2 separate regions of the Sus scrofa genome follow, and region 1 is linked to region 2. A link is a contact called in public Hi-C data. All regions are on one chromosome and are shown on one strand. Each heading gives the region's core, a stretch centred on a gene start, on an enhancer-like site or on the middle of the called end of the contact. The rest is flanking DNA. Distances are from core to core; before and after follow the strand shown.

The links. Hi-C and Micro-C count contacts between places; a contact is called where the count stands out from the background.
Region 1: a Hi-C map of skeletal muscle shows a contact between it and region 2, with 6 times the contacts expected there. The contact joins the promoter of ALG14 here to the promoter of RWDD3 in region 2. A contact is called at or near these places in 1 of 5 promoter capture datasets (liver), 11 of 47 Hi-C or Micro-C datasets (embryonic fibroblasts, fetal heart ventricle, heart right ventricle and 4 more) and 2 of 2 datasets of contacts at active chromatin or transcription factors (alveolar macrophages and skeletal muscle).

What each region holds. Positions count from the first base shown.
Region 1 is chr4:122,341,962-122,347,314 of Sscrofa11.1, forward strand. It overlaps ALG14 (UDP-N-acetylglucosamine transferase subunit ALG14 homolog), which reads left to right and starts at 1,405. Exons shown (of 6, transcript XR_001303466.2): 1 at 1,405-1,629.
Region 2 is chr4:122,201,573-122,207,057 of Sscrofa11.1, forward strand. It overlaps RWDD3 (RWD domain-containing protein 3), which reads right to left and starts at 1,574. Exons shown (of 4, transcript XM_013988180.2): 1 at 1,444-1,574. The coding sequence starts at 1,528.

The sequences.
Region 1 (5,353 bases), core at 155-2,654, 140 kb after region 2:
AGGGACTGATGAAAGAAAACTACATCCTTTGTAAGGTTCTTAAGCTGTTTTTCATACTGTGGCAGAGGCCCTACCTCTGGACTTCCAACTATGAGTTTGTTTGATTCCATCAAACTTTGAGAGGCATTGGCTTCTAAGCCCACAATTAAAAGCTACGTAATTGTAGGCAAATCATTGAACTTTTAAAGAATTCTTTATAAAGAGGGGAGTAGTATTCACCTTGGGGCCTTATTATTAGGATGGATGGTTAGGAAGATTTGATGGAAGACTGAATATAAGAAGTGCTGTGAGGACCCTTAGTCAGAAAATGACCCTACAAAGTCCCTGACAGTTTCCCAACATTGCCTGCTGGTAGAAATTAACACATTGGTTAGAGGAGCTGATCCCAGGTCTCTCACCTGGACATTCTGATTCAGTGGCTCCATTGAAGACAACACAACACAAAACACCCCACATTCTAGGCTCTAAACTGAGATAACCAAGCAATTGAATTGATCAAAGGAATACACAATGTAACACTCTCATGCAGCAGGAGTTAGGATTTCTAGTTTCTAAACCTAGATCTGCCACTATTTCACTTGGGCAAGCTGTTTCACCATTCTGGACTGGTTGACTCATCTGTGTACTTGTCCTCTCTAACTTGCAGGTCTAGAGGGGACTGAAAGCAAATTACACTTGGGATGAAGGGGCTTCTCTAATCTCAGTAGTCTTATATTTCTGCAATGTGGATTGAGTAAACATAAAAACGAGCAGAACTGGGATTGGGGGAAGCATTTCCTTTGTGATAAAGTCAACTGGATAAATATGAGATGACACCTTCTCTATCTCACTTCTTTGAGCCACTGGGCTTCCCTTCCCCTTCGGATCCTGGCATAATTTGAGGTGATCACTCTCAGCTAGCCTGTTCTGATCTGCGAAAACACCTAGAAAAGTTAAAAACATGAGTGTTGGGAAAACATCCAGTTTGGATGAGGACCCTAATTTCGGTTTTTTGTACCAAGGCACCTTTTACTGGCAAACATTTTCAGTAACGTCTGCAAGTGCAATGGAAACATTTCCCTTGGCATTCAAAATAGATATGTATGCCACTGATCCCAGGTGAAATTATATATATATATATTTAAAATACATATATGCCATTGACCTCTGGTGAAATTCACAAAGTTGGCGGAGCTGGAACACCTGCTAACTTGGGAACTCCGGGCCTTTAGGGCGCACAGGTGACCTCCTCACTGGCGGAAATCCAGTTTCTCCAGCGCTTTAACTCCAGCACCCGCGCGGGGAGCAGGTGCGCCGAGTGCCGCAGGACCGCGGGCGGAACCTTCCCGTGCGGGCTTCCGCATCTGGCCCTAAACTCCTCCCACCGCAAGCAAGCCCCGCCCACCAGGACGCGCACGCTCCGAGTTTGAGTCTCCGCAGCGCCCGTAGATCGAACTTTGACCGCTCCTGGGCGGCCGGCGCCTGCGGGTAGCACGCATGCGTCTTCTGTTTGAATGGGTGGCGCCCTTATCCTCGCCGCGGCGGGGGCAGCCCTGGCCGTGCTGCTGGCAGTGCGGCTGTGGGTAGTCCTGCGTCCCCGCGCCGCTGTGCCTCGGCGGTCTCTCAGCCTCTTGGTGGTCGCTGGGTCTGGTGAGTATCCGCGCGGCGACTGGAGGGCTCGAGTTTGGCACTACAAACCCCAGAATGCCCCGCGGCGCTCTTCGCCGGGCCCCTAGCACTTTGTGCAGCATTGCATGCTGAGATTTGTAGTTTTTCTGCGTGCACGGGGCGGGTCTGCCCAGCCTGGGCAAAATGCTGGTCTGCCAACGCGGCCCAGGCCGCGTCTTTAATGACAAATGAGTAATTTACACTTGCCTGTAATTAAGCTTCTCTGTAGCGTATATTTTTCTAACAAACTAGTGAACACAGGGGACGCAAAAGCTTGCTGATGCTAACATGCAATTTCCTTGAATAAAAATTGCTGTTTTGCATTATTAATCCAGGCATTTAGGATTTAGTTGAGGAGTCACAAATACTACATGATAGAAGAGACAAAGCAAATGGCCACATTTATAAATGTACATATACACAATCCGCGAGGATTAAAAACAATTAACTGCTAACAGGAGAACAACACTCACGTAGGCTCTTGTGTCAGAGAATGAACAACAAACCTGTGGAATCGGGTAATAGAATCCAAAAGGAGTGCGCTCCCTCTGTAGGGGCTTACACCTTTAATGGACAGCTCTGACCGAGCCGTTCCTGCTCATACGGAGTACATTTCGAAATGCCAGGCGATTGCATCCAGATAGAATAATTTTGAGGAGCAAATGTTCTAAACCTATGTTCAAGTATAATGAATGCCTTCATTCACTTAATAAGCCATGGGAGAGGCCAGGCACTAAGCTAAGCCCTGGACGTAATAAAACCGACCAACGCTACTTGCCATTGCGTGTTGAATTGGCCCAAGCAGTGTGAAAGGTACACAGTGAATGCAGTGGATAGTATAGAAAAGCTAACAGAAAACAAAAAACCAGATGGATACTTGCCACAATGAGATAAGTGCTTTAACCTGGGAAGAGCAAACGGCCATGGATGTTCAGGCTGGACCCCACTTTATCTGAACGCAAGTGGGAAGCTTCCAGGAAGAAGTGATGCCTAAACAGAGACTTGAAAGATGACTAAGAATATGCCAGACAGGGAGGAGCTGAGGCTTTGAGGGCTGGGAGGGTGTGGAAGGAACGGCCAGAGGTAGGACAGCACTCTTTCACTGAGTTTGATGGGGGGGCCGTAAGCCCAGTGCAGGTCCTGAAATGTGTTTTAAACCTGCTCTGTGAAGCTATTGGCACTACTCTGCTGATTCCTACCATGCAGGGGGTAGGACCACATGCCCCTCAATTGACATCATGTTGGTTGAATCACATTTCTGCTGCTTAACTAATTTGGTGATCTTGGGCAAATTAGTTAACCTCGTTGAGCCTCGTTCTGGTTCCACCTGGAAAAATGCGGGCTGGGACAAGGTGAGGAGAGACTAGGTATGGTAGTATTTAAAGTGGCTGGAGTTCTTGTTGTTTCTCAGTGGGTTATGAACCTGACATGGTCTCTGTGAGGATATGGGTTCGATCCCTGGCCTCACTCAGTGGGTTAAGGATCTGGTGTTACCACAGGATGCTGCCAGGTCACAGATGTGGCTCAGATCTGGTGTTGCTGTGGTGTAGGCCAGCAGCTGTAGCTCTGATTTGACCCCTGCCCAGGAGCTTCCATATGCCACAAGTGCAGCTGTAAAAAGGGAAAAAAAGTAAAAATAAAGCGGGTTTTTTTTTTTGGTTTGGTTTTTCTTTTTTGGCTGTACCCACAGCATATAGAAGTTCCCAGGCCAGGGATTGATTCCCAGCCACAGCTGCAGGCTATGCCACAGCTGTGGTAATGTCAGGTCCTTAACCCACCATGCCAACCAGGGGGGAAGCAGATTGCTTGGTATATGGTTAAAGCGTTTAATAAATGGTGACCACTGATAGTCCTGGTAGCAAAGGAATCTTTTAAAGTATTTTTAAGTGGAAAGTGACCCAGTTCCATCTGAGCTTTCACAAAGATCATTCAGCCTGCATTGCCAAGAGAATGTCTTGACAGAGACTGAGGTAGCGAGACAAGTGGGAGCCTTTTGACTAATTCACATGACAGATGATGACAGCCTGACTGGGGATGATGAATGTCGGGATGGAGAGAAATATATGCATTTAAATGAGATTTAGGATATAAAAATCACTGGCCTTGTGGATTGAAAGGGAAGGGTGAGGGAAAGGCAGGCTCAAAAATGATGTCCAGGTTTCAGGCTTGAAAAAAATGGATGGATGGTTGGATGGATGGATGTTAGAGCCATTTGCTTGCACATTATTAGGTTTGATGGACTGGGAATGAAAACGAAGATTGAGAATTTGCCTGGCGAGTGGTGCCCTCTGCCATTCAAACCATTCAGAATACGGAGAGATCAGGGACCTCAAAGAGTCGTCCAAGTCAGAGAGAGTCTTGGAGTCAGAGGAATAGTTTAATAGTTCATGCCCAACGCTTGGGAGGACGAAGAAGGCATTTTCAGTGTTTACCTTGAATACCGAAAAGCATTTAATCTTTTTTTTTTTTTTTTTTGTCTTTTTTAGGGCTGCACTGTGGCATATGGAAGTTCCCAGGCAAGGGGTCCAATCAGAGCTACCGCTGCCGGCCTACACTGCAGTATGACCTACATCTGCCATCCTACAGCCACAGCCACAGCAACACCAGATGCGAGCCACATCTGTGACCTACACCACAGCTCATGGCATCACCGGATCCTTAACACACTGAGCGAGGCCAGGGATCAAACCCACATTCTCATGGATACTAGTCGAGTTGGTTACCACTGAAGTCATGATGGGAACGCCCCCCAAAAAACATTAAATCGTACCAGAAAGTATTACTAACCAATCGCTTATATCCAAAGAACATCAGTCAAAATTACTGCTTTTCTTTGAAACATTGTATGGTCTCCTTAGGCATTTTTAGAGCTAATACCAAACTCTCATCCATCCATTCATTCAATAATGAGATCGCTTACTAATTTCTAGGCACTGGAGGTACAGAAGCAACAAAATGAACCCAAATCCCTGCTATCATGGTGTTGCCCTTCTGGGGGGTGGGGGGAAGGGAAGGGGGAGACAAAAACAAAACTGGATAGACTGCGTTGGAAGTTATATGGTGATAAATACTATGAAGGAGAGCAGAAGAGATGCACTTGGGGCAGAACTGTCAGCGAAAACCTCCCTGGGGAGGTGACAGATAACCCAACAGCAAGGAGGCCAGAGTGGCTGATGCAGACGAAGCAAGTGGGGAAGAGGCAGATGAGGTCCGAGAGGCAGTAGCAGGGGCTCAGCTGACAGCATGCTTCTCCTCCATGTGCGGAGGACACAGCCGTTGGAGGGTTTGAGCAGAGGCCAAGAATTCAATCCACTCGTTTTCATAGACTCGCTCTAGAGGCCGTATTGAGAACAGACTGAAGTGAACAGTGCATCCGCAGGTGCCGCAAGGGGAACAGACTGGGACGCCGTAGTCATGACCCACGTGAGAGCCATGTGGGCAGGAACAGGGCACTGGCAGAGGAGGCCACAGAAGTGATTGGATTCCGGGTACATTTTAAGATAGACCTGAGATTTCATTCACAAAGGATCTTCATACAAGAGCAGCATGGAAGACAAAGCCCATCATTGTAATACTTTATTCAGTAAACCAGGTTAAATGTTCAAAGCGAGGGTTTCCTTTCAAGAAAAAAAAAAAAAAAACTTAGAACAGATAAAATGAAGCTTTAATTGCAGTGGCAGATGTTGTGTATATTAGGTTATATCCT
Region 2 (5,485 bases), core at 324-2,823:
ACAGCAGCCTAGGCACTAAAAAGCAAGCAGCTTCATTGGGGTTCCTGTTGTGTCTTAGCAGGTTAGGAACCTGACTAGTATCCATGAGGATGCGGGTTTGATCCCTGGCCTGGATCAATGGGTTAAGGATCCAGCGTTGTAGTGAGCTGTGGTGTAGGTCGAAGATGAGGCTCATCTAGCATTGCTGTGGCTGCAGCTTCGATATACGACCCTTAGCCTGGGAACTTCCATATGCCACAGGTGCAGCCCTTAAAAAGCAAAAAAAAAAAAAAAAGATAGAAAGAAGCTACATTACACCAATTGGTTCACAGTGCTCAGAACATAAGAGTGCTCAGTGACCGTTGTAAATGGGTGATCAAGAGAGAATAAATTAAAAGGAGCCAACTCCTGCTCTATGTGTGAATAACACACCACATGGACACCAGGAACAGATCCTAACCCTCGAAGGCTTTCTCACAACACCGGCACATTTTAGGCTACCTTCCTAAAGGTCAACCAATTTATGATCAGAAAGACAATTGTAATAGTAGCTGAAACAACAGAAGTTTAAATCCCATGCCAAAAACTTTACATAATGTATCTGAAGACTAAATGAAAACTGAAAATCTTCTGCATCCCTGCACTTTTTCATAAACTGCAGTTTGGGTTTTAACTTAATAGCAGCCACAGGGCGTAACTCTTAACTGTCATCAAAACATAGCCTGAAGAACCTTTCTAGACCGTAAGCTCCTTGAGGACACGGGCAGTGTCTCTGAAACCTTGTCAACGTCTCAGTAAATGTGAGTCAAATGATTAATACGCCCCCAAAAGCTTGCAACTGGCAACCACCTTTCCGCGGACTAGAAACAGCTTGAGAAAAGCAGTCAACCTGGAAACGTGACTGAGAAAAGAGTCTGACTGAGCACTGGTCGAACTCAAAAAGTCATTCAACAAACATTTACTGAACACCTACCATGTGCCTGGCACTGTCCTAGGTGCAAAAGAGACTGGGTCTCTGCCCTCTCGCCACTTGAGACAACCAAAAGCCCATCTAGTTAAAACTGTGGTGGCTGCTCTGAAGAGCACAATGCATAGTGCTTACAAAGGACATAATGTAACCTCGGGAAGCTGGATTTAAACTACGGGTGTCAGGAGAGGCCACATTTTAAGGTGAGATCTGCAGAATAGGTACAGGATAGGCAGGAAAAGGATGAGGGAGCGCTTTCCAGCTGGCTGGTAGGGAGAAGCGCTCAGTGAGTTGGAAAGGGGGGCACACAGGCGAGTTGCGGGCGGGGGGAGGGGGATAGGCATCGGGGCGACGAGTGGGTCAAAGGGCGCGGGAGGCAGGGACCCCTCACTCCGTCTTCAACTACCCGGGTCCCCGAGTGTGTGCCCAGAGCAGGGAACCCCGCCTCGGTGGTAGGAGGAGAGGGCGCCCGGTCCCTCTGGCGCGGGGATAGTCACCTGAGCGACTCAGTACTTCCCACTCGCCCGGCCCGCAGAAGATCGCGGCCAGAGCCGAGAGCTCCTCCCGCACACGCTCCGCCATGGCCGCGTCGCGCCTGCGCCACGTCGCCGCCTCAGCTCCTCCCCTTCCGCCGCAGGCCCCGCCCCCGCCCGCCGAGCACCGCGTCAGGTGGCCACCGGGGGGCGCCCCGCGTCTCCGCAGCGCGCGATGGGCGGGAGGCCGGCAGAAGTCCCGCCCACAAGCTCCTGCTCCCAGTTCCCTACCCGAGGGTCACGCCCTGTGGGGGGCTCTTCTCCGAGGGTGAAGGCTGGGGTCCAGGAAGGCTGGGGTCCCCGGCAGGGTGACGGCCAAAGGCTCGCCCGTTGCTTTCCTTACAGCAGGAGGCCTCCCAGTCAAGCCCGAAATTCTCTCTTTAGCCCAGGCCTTGAACCCTGGCCATTCCCGCCCAGACTTGGCCTTGAAAGGAACTTAGGGTCAGGAAGAAAAACAAGCAGCGAAGTGACGAGAAGAGGTTAGCCCTTGTCTGGCTCAGAATTGAACTCGGTGTTGGGATACTGCAGTTAACAAAACATTTTTTTCGCCCTCGTGGAAAGTGGGATGAGGACACCTGGACCCAGGACACCTGGAAACCGTCCTGGACATAAGAACCTCCAGATGCTGAGCTGTAACTGGCTGTGGACCAGGACGGGACTCTTGGGACTTCTTTCTCTTAAGGGATGCAAGGGGGAGGGTTGGACCTGCCAAGCCCTGGCCTTCTAAGGATGTTACTTGGGTGAGGGGTGGGGGGCAGAACCTTGCCAGGAGCTATGCGCCCAGGTTCAGGGAGCAACATCATAACATTCCATTTGTCTCCTGCCTCCGCAGGGGACAGCCCTGCTGAAATCGCCAGTGGGACCCCTGGGCTTTTATGGTTACAATCAAGTATGTAATGTAACAAACGTCAGTTTTTCGGTATTAGTTTATGATATTCCATGCATACAAAACAGTGTGATTCTTGAAGCTTAGTAATGAAATGCCCATCCTTGAACTCAGATCTTGAATTTAAGAGTTTGAGCAACACTAATGGGGTAACAATTATCAGTGCATTCTGGTTCATCTTTGATTTCATGAACAAGATTACAGTGATTCTATGTATTAGTTCTGTCTGTCAGCATGTTTGGTTTGTCCTTTTGTTTTTCAAGTAACAATTGAAAATTTTGCACAAGTAGCTGGTCTCTTGCATGAAGGTCCCACAGTTTTTGTTTATATCAAAAATAACATTTGGGGAGATAAATCCGGGACATTGGATGGCTACCTGGGACTCCTGTGATTGACCTACAGGAGTCAGAACAAATGGGGCTGATTTTAAAACTGAATTCATATTACCGTTGCCAAAACTCAGCCTCTATCCACCAGTGCCAAATTGAAACGTGGAGACCAAGTTTTGGGTGAAGGAGAAAAAAGTAGCCTTTATTGTTTTGCCTGGCAAAGGAGGTCACAGCAGGCTGATGCCGTAAAGACTGTGCTCTCCCTTGGGGAAGACTTGCAGGGAGTTTCATAGACTAAAAGGAGAAAAAGAGGGTTTCAGAGAGGAACCAGGATTGGGAGAGACCTGCATTCTTCTTTCTTTGGGGGAGTCTTAGTCATCAAAGCTGGCATCAGGAGATCTGGGCATGACCCTGGTAGAGGTCTTCTGGGTTACTGCCCAGAATAGTCGTACTTGGAAAGCGCTAATTGATCAGAGATTAGAACAAACTAGGAAAGTTCCTGAAAAACACCACGTGCTACTACTAATCTTTAACCCACAGGCAATTGTACTAATCTTTCACTCACAGGTAACTGTTTAGGATGTAATCCAACTAGGGAGAAGCACAAGGAAGGGCTCCAAGCTGCTCAGTTTTGAAGCATTCATTTCTAAAAGAAGCGTAAGGAATATACCTTTTCTCTTAAGTGTATACGATGCCTGTATTATTACGTGGGAACCAGGATCCTGCCCCAAGGCTGTACTATTGTTGCTCGACCGTTCCCCCCTTGTCTTTGCATCCCCTCCCTTCCCTGATCAGCATCTGTCTGAACCTGCCCCTTGGAACTCAGGGAGGTCCCTGAGGCTGAGTGAGGCCCATTTCTTCAAGAAGTGGGCAGCACAGAAAGGCTTTTGTGCCCAGGAGCCCCTCAGGGCCAAGCGTGGCCACAATACTATCATTAACATCATTCCCATTGTTGCTAAAAAAAAAAAAGGATTTTCAAAAGGAAAAGATACTGGCTACCAAGAACAGAAAGGAAATCTCACAAGATAAACTGCAGGAGAAATGCTTTTCAGAGGATGCCATGGGGTTTCAGTGACCCCAAGTAATTAAGAGCATTGCTGTGTACATAACTGGAAGGACAAAAGTTTATTTCAATGCATAATTATCTCTGATGTGGCCAATGTGTTTAACAGTAATAATAACAATCACTCCTTTGAGTGATTTCCAAAATAGCAGCAGTTCACTCTGTTCATAACTAGCTGCTAAAGAGTATGGTGGACGAAAGCATACGTTTTTAATGTAAAGTATCATTAAATTCTCTTTGAGTTAAGCTTGAAGTCCAAAGGTAGTATGAAAAGTGGTAGGAAAATATTAATTTAGGTGTTTAACTTATTAAAGATAATGTGCAAAAAAATTGAATGGTCCATATCTTATTGTTCATTTCCCCAATTCAGTACGAGTGATAGGAGTGAAGAAATAGGAACAGTAAGACTACAGCTGTCAGAAATATGGGATGTCAGCAAGGTGTCCATGAAATTGATGTAAGAGTACATCGCTCTATTTAAAAATCTCCTTGTCAATAGGTTTCTTCTTTGCGCTTCCTTTCTTCTTTGATTTCCTAACCTGCTTTCCATACTCCATTTAGCATGTTTAAATTAAAAAAGGAGTCGATGTGACTGTCTTTTAAATTGACACTATCCTAGGGCCCTGATGTCCCACGAATAAGGGTCTCCTCTCTGACATTTGCAAGTAATCATCACAGAGGAAGCATAATGTCAGCTTGATATTTCTCACACTGTGAAAATACCAGCTACATGTCAAATATCTAAAGCCTACCGTAATGCAATAAATTTTCTTGTATTCATACGCTCCTGAAAATGCTAAATATTTAAATGTGGAATGAATGTCTAGACAGGTGGATAAGTGTCTAGTGAGAGCATCATCTCTTTCGGTCTCTCTCCACTCTCCTGCCGCCAACAGTGCGTGGTTTCCCAGAATAATATTATTTGTACAAGCGACTTCTCTAAAGAGTTGCTTGCCCAAAACCGTACCAAGGAGAAGCTTTAAATCTCACACCCCCAGTTGACACCACTAGCCCAAGAGAGAGTTCTTTTAACTTTTCTGGGAAAACACCTCTAGTCACTTTTTGATGAGTAGTATGCAGACTTAAACACCCAACTCTGTGTCTGCCAATTTTAAGTCAAACCTCATAGAACTGGGCACAGAAATGAGAACACAATTTTAAGAGTGTCGAGAGAGGTTCAGTGTTAGTATCACGTCAAAAAAACTGAGAATCCTGAGTCTGGAGTGGGGCTGTGATAAGTAAAATGACCATATGAAGACTATGAGACCAGTAAAATTCTTTCAAGTACCACTAAGAGTAAACAATGAAGGCGACATTAAATGCCAACTTGCTAAATGAACCTGAACTCCAATAAGCTGTACTACTGGTTTCATCTAAAGGCTTTCTGTAATTACTCACTATAGAAATGTTCTCAGGCACTCGTTGACCATTGGCTGGCTCTACCAGCTGCATGCTGGGATGCGGAGATGAAAGCAGCAAGCAGTCTTTGGTCTAAACCCAACATGCAACAATGCCAAGTTCTTTCATCATGCTGAGGCTACAAGAATTGCCACATTTCCAAACTGGTGTGAAGTTCACTATCGTGGTACAGGTGAGAGCAGTGGGGTGCAAGGTAGCACATACCTGCCACCACTTCCCAGAGGACAAGTATGTCTGCAACGCTAAGGCACAGAGCAGGTTTCCCAAAAGGCGTCAAGTCCGTGGTGTTGATGGGCCCTCGTTCTTTTA